2 separate regions of the Capra hircus genome follow, and region 1 is linked to region 2. Evidence: chromatin contacts called from public Hi-C data. All regions are on one chromosome and are shown on one strand. The core of a region is the stretch at or near the end of the contact, and the rest is flanking DNA. Distances in the headings are between cores, read along the strand shown. Region 1 overlaps PCGF2 (polycomb group RING finger protein 2). Region 2 holds the start of C19H17orf96.

What was found. A called contact is a pair of places that touch in the nucleus more often than the background predicts.
Region 1: a Hi-C map of blood shows a contact between it and region 2, with 6 times the contacts expected there. The contact joins the enhancer-like site here to the promoter of C19H17orf96 in region 2. A contact is called at or near these places in 2 of 5 Hi-C or Micro-C datasets (both in blood).

What each region holds. Positions count from the first base shown.
Region 1 is chr19:38,984,843-38,988,454 of ARS1.2, forward strand. It overlaps PCGF2 (polycomb group RING finger protein 2), which reads right to left. Exons shown (of 10, transcript XM_018064982.1): 9 at 2,417-2,497; 10 at 299-1,989. The coding sequence ends at 1,612. Among named protein-coding and RNA genes, the nearest start is that of CISD3, 5.1 kb to the left of the region's middle. Within about 2 kb of position 1,804, at least 1 of the 5 cell types and tissues checked has an H3K27ac peak or open chromatin away from gene starts, as enhancers often do.
Region 2 is chr19:38,931,860-38,935,701 of ARS1.2, forward strand. C19H17orf96 reads right to left here and starts at 2,486. Exons shown (of 1, transcript XM_018064974.1): 1 at 142-2,486. The coding sequence starts at 2,044. The coding sequence ends at 905.

The DNA.
Region 1 (3,612 bases), core at 554-3,053, 52 kb after region 2:
GGACGGAGGAGCCTGGTGGGGTCGTGAAGAGTTGGGCACGACTGAGCGACTTCACTTTCATTTTCATGCATTGGAGAAGGAAATGGCAACCCACTCATATTCTTGCCTGGAGAATCCCAGGGATGGAGGAGCCTGGTGGGCTGCCATCTATGGGGTTGCACAGAGTCGGACACAACTGAAGTGACTTAGCCCAGCAGCAGCAGCAGCAGCAAAGCAGGATGAGCCCAGAGACTAGAGGAGGCCAGAGGACCCCGACCACCCTTCCTGTCCCTTCTGTCCCAAAAAACTACAGGCTCCGGAGAGTATGCAGCATTTATTAAAGCCAGAGATACAAACATCCCAGGGCAGAAGGGCACAGCCACAGCACCTCAGACACAGGACAAGGTGCGAACACAGACAAACCCACTGGGGGATGCCCGGCCCCAAACATGTAGTTGTGATAGAGTGCTGCCTCCTCCCCTCCCCAGTCCGATCTTTGTACATGGGAGGAAAAACAGGTGGGCAGGGGTCTCCTGGGATCTATCCCTCGGGGGTGGACCACTGGACTCCTCAGGATGGAGCTGAGGTCAGACCTTACAGGCTCTGTCTTCTTGTGCTTTCAGATATCTCTGTTGCTCTTTCCTGACTTGGCCTCAGCTGCGGGTGGGGAGGGGACTGGAGAACTGCTTGCCTTTGGCCAAATCTGGGGTCTGTGCTTATCTGAGGTCACCCTGCCTCCACCTCTCCACTCCAGCCCCCAAAGAGACTGCCCCAGCAGCCTTGCTAGTGCGGCCTTCTGGGTGGCGGTGGGGGAGAAGGAATAAAGCAGTTCACGATGTTAACACCACAGGGGAAGTTCAAGGGCTGAGGCCTCCTGTGGCCTGAATCTTCTTTTTCACAAGATAAATGATGCAAAGGCCACACACATGGGGGCGTTGGGGGCAAGGGGAGGGGGGAGGCAAAACTATCTATTCTTTATACAAAGTTCCCACTGCACGAGGAGGAGGTAAGGGAGATGCCCTCTCCACTGCCCACTTGCTCCTCAAAACCAGGCGATAGGCTGCATTTGTAAAAGGCACTGTCTTTGCAATTCTCTGAACATTCAACAATGGTGGGGGGAGGGCACTGATCAGGGTAAGGGTAGGACAGCAGCCAAGAGGGGGAAAGAAACAGAGTGGACCCCATACACAGCCAATTAGAGTTGTGCCTAAAGTTTTGGGGCTTGGTGGGGCCCCTCAGCACCCCATATGTCTTGGGAAACAGGAGGAGGATGCGCAGAGTGCTACTGGGCCTCAAGTGGCCCCTCCAATTCCACCTCTAGGCACTCCCAAAAAGAGCAGAGAGAATTCCACAAGACCCCCTAAAAATGAACACCCCATCCCCCACACATACACACACACATAAAGTTTGTTTCCTGTGGCATTTAAATTAATCTGGTTGGTCCATAAAAAATAAGTATGTATAATTTGGTTTTTCCTATGTACATATATATATAGATTTATTTATAAAACCCATCCCCCACCCCTAAGGTGGGAGGAGCTGGGGAAAATAGAAGAGGTGGAAAAACGGGGCCCAGAAAAAGTGGAGGGGTGGAGAGGCATGGCTGGAAAAGGAGGGAGAGGGTCCCTTTCCTCAAGTTAAGGGGGGCACAGGAGCTCCGTTGACAGTCATCTTGCGCCCCCTGCTGGTGGAGGATGGTGTCTGCAGGCAGTTTGAGGCGCCCCCGTTGGCAGCGGCAGTGGCCCCACCGGCTGTCACAGGGGGAGTGGGGGAGGTGGGGTGGGGGGCCGAGGGGCCATGAGAGCTGGGAGAGCCATGGGAGGGGGTGGCTGGGCTGGGTAGGGAAGAGGAGGTGGCCGGCAGGGTGGCAGGGCTGGGAGCCTTGTCACTGACTGACTCACACTCGGATGCCCCGCTGGTATTGGTGCCCTCGGAGGGGGTGGGTGCTGTGGGCAAGGTGAGTCGCTTGCAGGCTGGCTGGACGCGATACTTGAGGGGGAGAGGGCCATTCTGCAGGGAGAAGGGGAGGGGACGGTGTCAGGAGAAAGAGGCTAATGGGGCAGCCACCCACCTTCACCCATAGCACCCAACAGGGAGAAAGGCAGGACGAGACACACAGGTGGGACTAAGCAAGGCAGGAGAGGAAGAGAGCATGGGTAAGACCAGAGACAGAGAAAAAAGGCAGAGGGAGGCCGGAGAGCAGAAGGCAAAGTTTACTCCTCTGCGGCCACCCAAATTTGCACGTGGTCTGCCCAAGGATCCTTTTTTCCTCCTGAGTATGGAAGGTCATCAGTGAGAGATGGTCTGGAAGGCCACCCTGGACATGCCCAGCCCATGAGACGAGGGATGAACTGTCTCTGATTAGAGCAGCGTGGCCCACGTAATGGCTCAGGGTCCCTCCAGCCCTGTCCCGTCTCATACCACCCCACCCACTCACCCGCCGCCAGGGGTAGATGTAGGCGATGTCCATGAGGGTATAGTATTCCTTCAGTGGCTCGTCCTCATAGAGAACCTCAACCTGGAGGAGACAAGGGCAGATGGCTCAAGGCGCCAGCCATTCGGCAAAGAGGCTCTGGGCAGGTGATCCCTCATCCCTCTGAGGTCACCCGGTGCATCTGACTTCCTCTCAGAGTTGTCTCAACATAACTCCTGACCTGTACATTGTCACCCTGCTTATTTAACTTTTATGCAGAGTACATCATGAGAAACGCTAGGCTGGAAGAAGCACAAGCTGGAATCAAGATTGCCGGGAGAAATATCAATAACCTCAGATATGCAGATGACACCACCCTTATGACAGAAAGTGAAGAAGAACTAAAGAGCCTCTTGATGAAAGTGAAAGAGGAGAGTGAAAAAGTTGGCTTAAAGCTCAACATTCAGAAAACGAAGATCATGGCATCTGGTCCCATCACTTCATGGGAAATAGATGGAGAAACAGTGGAAACAGTGTCACACTTTATTTTGGGGGCTCCAAAATCACTGCAGATGGTGATTGCAGCCATGAAATTAAAAGACGCTTACTCCTTGGAAGGAAAGTTATGACCAACCTAGATAGCATATTGAAAAGCAGAGACATTACTTTGCTAACAAAGGTCTGTCTAGTCAAGGCTATGGTTTTTCCAGTGATCGTGTATGGATGTGAAAGTTGGACTGTGAAGAAAGCTGAGCGCCAAAGAATTGATGCTTTTGAACTGTGGTATTGGAGAAGACTCTTGAGAGTCCCTTGGACTGCAAGGAGATCCAACCAGTCCATTCTAAAGGAGATCAGTCCTGGGTATTCTTTGGAAGGACTGATGCTAAAGCTGAAACTCCAATACTCTGGCCACCTCATGGGAAGAGTTGACTCATTGGAAAAGACTCTGATGCTGGGAGGGATTGGGGGCAGGAGGAGAAGGGGACAACAGAGGAGGAGATGGCTGGATGGCATTACCGACTCGATGGACATGAGTTTAGGTGAACTGTGGGAGTTGGTGATGGACAGGGAGGCCTGGCGGGCTGCAGTTCATGGGATCACAGAGTCAGACACGACTGAGCGACTAAACTGAACTGAACTGCACTCCTGACCAGCAGGTGGGAAGGGATCCAGAGATGCCCACATCATCAAGCCACCCCTGGCCATCCACACAGTGCTCT
Region 2 (3,842 bases), core at 1,236-3,735:
CCATTACTTTCCCTGGGATGGTCTCTGTCTCCTTCCCCAGGCAGTTTGTACTTCTGAGGGGCAGGAGGTTCCTCAGCCTTGCTCCTCCTAATACCAGGATTAAACCAGAGTGGCAGACTCATGGCAGGGGTGGGGGTGGGTGGGGTGTGGGGTGTGGGGGTGTCCTCTTTTACCCATCAGATCTTATAACCTGAAAGCAAATGGAATATTGAAGGAAACTCCAAAACTGGACAAAGGGGAAAGACTGGTGGCTGAGAATGAAGACCTCGGTAACTAGGGGTCACTTGACTGGGGGGACCCTAGGAAAAGAACCAGGAGAGGGTGATCTTACCCTTGCCTAAGCTGCTCGGGTCCCCATGAAGGCTACAGTGGTGCTTGGAGGCTAGGGAAGGCCTGAGGGGAGTGAAGGGTTAAAGGCCTGGATGGTGGGGGTTGAGGATGCCCCCAGGGAGCTGCCAATCACCTCCCCACCCCCACTACAGCCCCCACCCATCCCCAGGCTCGCCCACAGAAACAACCGGTTTGTCCATCACCAAGGTCTCTCTCCCTCTTTTTTTTTCCTCCTCTTTTGAGTTGTAGCCTTCTCGACTCCCCCTGGGGTGAAGGCCCTGCCCCCAGAGATCCGAGATGGAAGAGGGGAGGGATTGGAATCTACGTCTTTAAGCCTTTTTCGGTTAAGCCTTCTCCCGACTCCAGGCCTTGGTTCTTCTCCAAAGGATGAGGGGGAGGGGGTGTCACTGCAACCAGTTAGGTGCTTGAAGATCACTGTCATTTGAGGTCCTTCTGACCACAGCCCATAAAACCTAAAGAGGACAGGCAAAGGTGAGAAATGAGGCTCTATTCTCGAGCCCGCAGTCTGGCTGTGGCCCCCCCTTTTCCCCCCTTGGCAGAACAGGTCTCACGCTCAGGGCTGCTCCAAGTTGATTCCCCAGAATTTGAGGCCAGGGGGCTCAGGGACAGCGGGACCCCCTATCTGCCACCTCCACAGGGGGTGGGCAGGCGGGGGCTTAGCGTCTCCGTGAAGGCGAAGCGAGGATGCCGGCCCTAAGTCTCCGTCCTCCCCCACCACCAGGGCCGGGGGGCAGGGGAAGCAGTCGAGGAGATTGAAGGTGCTCGTGGTGGGGAGCGTCGGGGTAGGTCGGCGGGGCTGCGCGCTGCGTTGAGGGGGCGCCGGCCGCCGGCGTTTCTTGGCGGCTCCTCGGGCGGGCCCTTTAGCTGGGGGCCGCTCGGGCCCCCGGCGCAAACTCGGAGTGTCGAGGGCGAAACCCTTCGCGTAACACCACAGTTTCGAGCGGCGGATCAGACGATTGAAATGTTCCTGGCGGAGATCGCCGGGCGCGGCCGGAGCTTCGCTGGCCGTCGAGGGGCTGGAGGCCGGTGCCTCGGGGGCGACCTTCGGAGGGTTTCCATCGACTGCGGCTGTCTGGTTCGGCGGGGGCGGTTCCGGCGCGGCCCCAGGCCCCATGGGCTCAGAGGAGAGGCCCGCAGGTGGCGGCGGAGGCCGAGAACCTGGCTCCTGATGCGGGCTAGCGGCGGGGCCAGGCTGAGAGTCGAGAGCCAGGGCTGGCCTAGGCGGAGCCGAGACGGAGCTGGTCGGAGATTCCCGAGGGCGCCGGGGCGCCGGGCAGTGGCCGGGAGGTACGCCGGAGCGAGCGCTGAAGTGCGGGAAACTGCCTCCGCCCTCTTCCTCCTCGCCGCGGCCCCGGCACACTGCGGCGTCGGCATCCTGGCGGGCCGGGGAGTTGGGATCGCTGGACCGCCCGGCCTGTCCCGCGAGGTGCTTCAGGCCATCCGGGGCCCTGCCGCCGGCGCACAGCGGGGCGCAAGGGCCCAGCAGCACCGGAGCCCGCGGCGCCAGCTCCCCAGGCCCCAGGCCCAGAGAGGACGCCCGGGGTTTGGCAAGGGCGCAGAAGGCAAGGGCACGCAGGCACAGAGGAGAGAACTCCTGGGTCCCCCGACGCGGCTTCCGGGGTGTGGGGGAGCAGGGTGACCCTCGCGGGGACCCCGGCACTGCGAGGCGGGGAGCGGGGCACAGAGTCTCCATGGAACTTTCCGGGGGGTTGCCCACTGAGGGGGCCCTGGTCCCAGCGGCGGGATGCCCTGACTGCCCGAAGAGCCCACGGGCGAGGGGAACATCGCCCCCCCTCGACGGGGAGGTCTCTGCTCGCGAGCGCCCCCGGCCCGCACCCGTGGGCCACAGAGCTCCGGGTCCCTCTTCGATCTCGTCACGCGGCCCTCTCGGCGGCCGGACTCCTGGGTCCCTGTGAGTCCCGGCGCGGTCGGCCGCCCTTCCTGCCGCCGCGAGCCCTGTGCAGCCTCGGCGGGAGCCCCTCTTGAGTTGCCCGGAGCGCAGAGGCTGGGGAAACAAAGCGGCCGGCGGCCGCAGGAGGCGGGAAGGACCCCGGGCCCGGCACCCGGTGCCGGGGCCCAGGCGGCGGGGAGGGCGCCTTCCGCCCGCTCGGCTTCTTTCTTCCCCGCTGGCTCCCGGAGACCGCGTTATAGAGAACTGCCCCCTCGCTGCCCCAATACCAGCGCCGGGGCCGCGAGCCCGCCGCTGATTGGGCGGCACTGCTTGTGACGTTGGCCGGGACCCCACCCCTCCCGCGGCACCGCCCCCATCCCCATTCCGCACACAGACACACACACGTGGACCCGGCGCGGCGGCGACTGGGAGGGAGCAGAGGAGGGTGCGTGCGCGGGTGGGATATGGATGGGCTAAATGCGCCGCTGCACGTGGCGCAGTGGCGTCCCAGTGTTTAGTAGCCGCAAAGCACTTCATTTTTTTCCTCAGCAGTCATGGTTTTCGCATCCGTGAAATGGGAACGTTCACATCTACCCCTTTGGAGCTGCATGAGTCAAACAGAGGTGAATCTCAAAGCGAAGTTGAAAGGAAAGATGAAAAGAGGTTGTTTAGCAGCTTTGTACAGCAAGGACTCCTGCGGGCAGAGAATGTTCCCTATCTCTCTGTTTCGGTCGCCTAGAACAGTGCCTGGTACACAGAGGGCTCAAAAAAGTTGTATGAATAGTTAGGAATTCAGTGAGTGTGTGTGCAAGATGAAAAAAGGAAGAATTAAATTTGGAGAGGAGAAGTATCATTACACCCACGAAAGATGATAGACTTTCTCAGTACCTGTTTCCATTTCTCACTTAACTTATAACCGGCCCCTTGAGCAAATTCTGAGTGAGGGGCTGGCTCTGCCATACCCCTTCAAATCCCAAGATTATGCCCTGTGAGGCTTGAACTGCCAAAATGGGTTGAGGAGACCAGAGGAGGAGATACATAGACCCTCACTCTTATCTCCCCTAGGGAGAGTAAAGCAAAGAAAGTGAATTCCATTAAAAACCCGGATAAGGGAGGACCATGTACCTGCAGCGCCTTCCATCCTCTTACCCTTGTTTCGTTTCTGTAGAGCTCACTAATATATGAAAATCTGTGAATGTATTTCTCTTTATCATCTGTCTCTCCCATTAGTCTGGAAATGAGCTGATGAGAAGTTTGTCTTGATCACTTCTGCAACCTCAGTGCTTTGAACAGTGCCCAGACTTAATAGGTGCTCAATAAATATTTGTAAGTGAATGAATGAATCCCTGGAATATTCTTCTCTTGATAAAAATAGGGTCATTGGACTTCTTCCCATCCCCAGAAATATTGAGACTGATACGATGACATAGAATAAGGGTATGTTTGTGGGGGGGTGATGGGTGGTCAGAGAGAGAAATATCTTACTCCCGGGCAGGGGTAAGAGAGGGTTTCTGTAAGAAAACAAATAATGCAGCTTGTATCCTGGTCCTTCTGGTGATGACAACAGAAGTACTGTTTCCCTGACATGTCATCCTGTAAC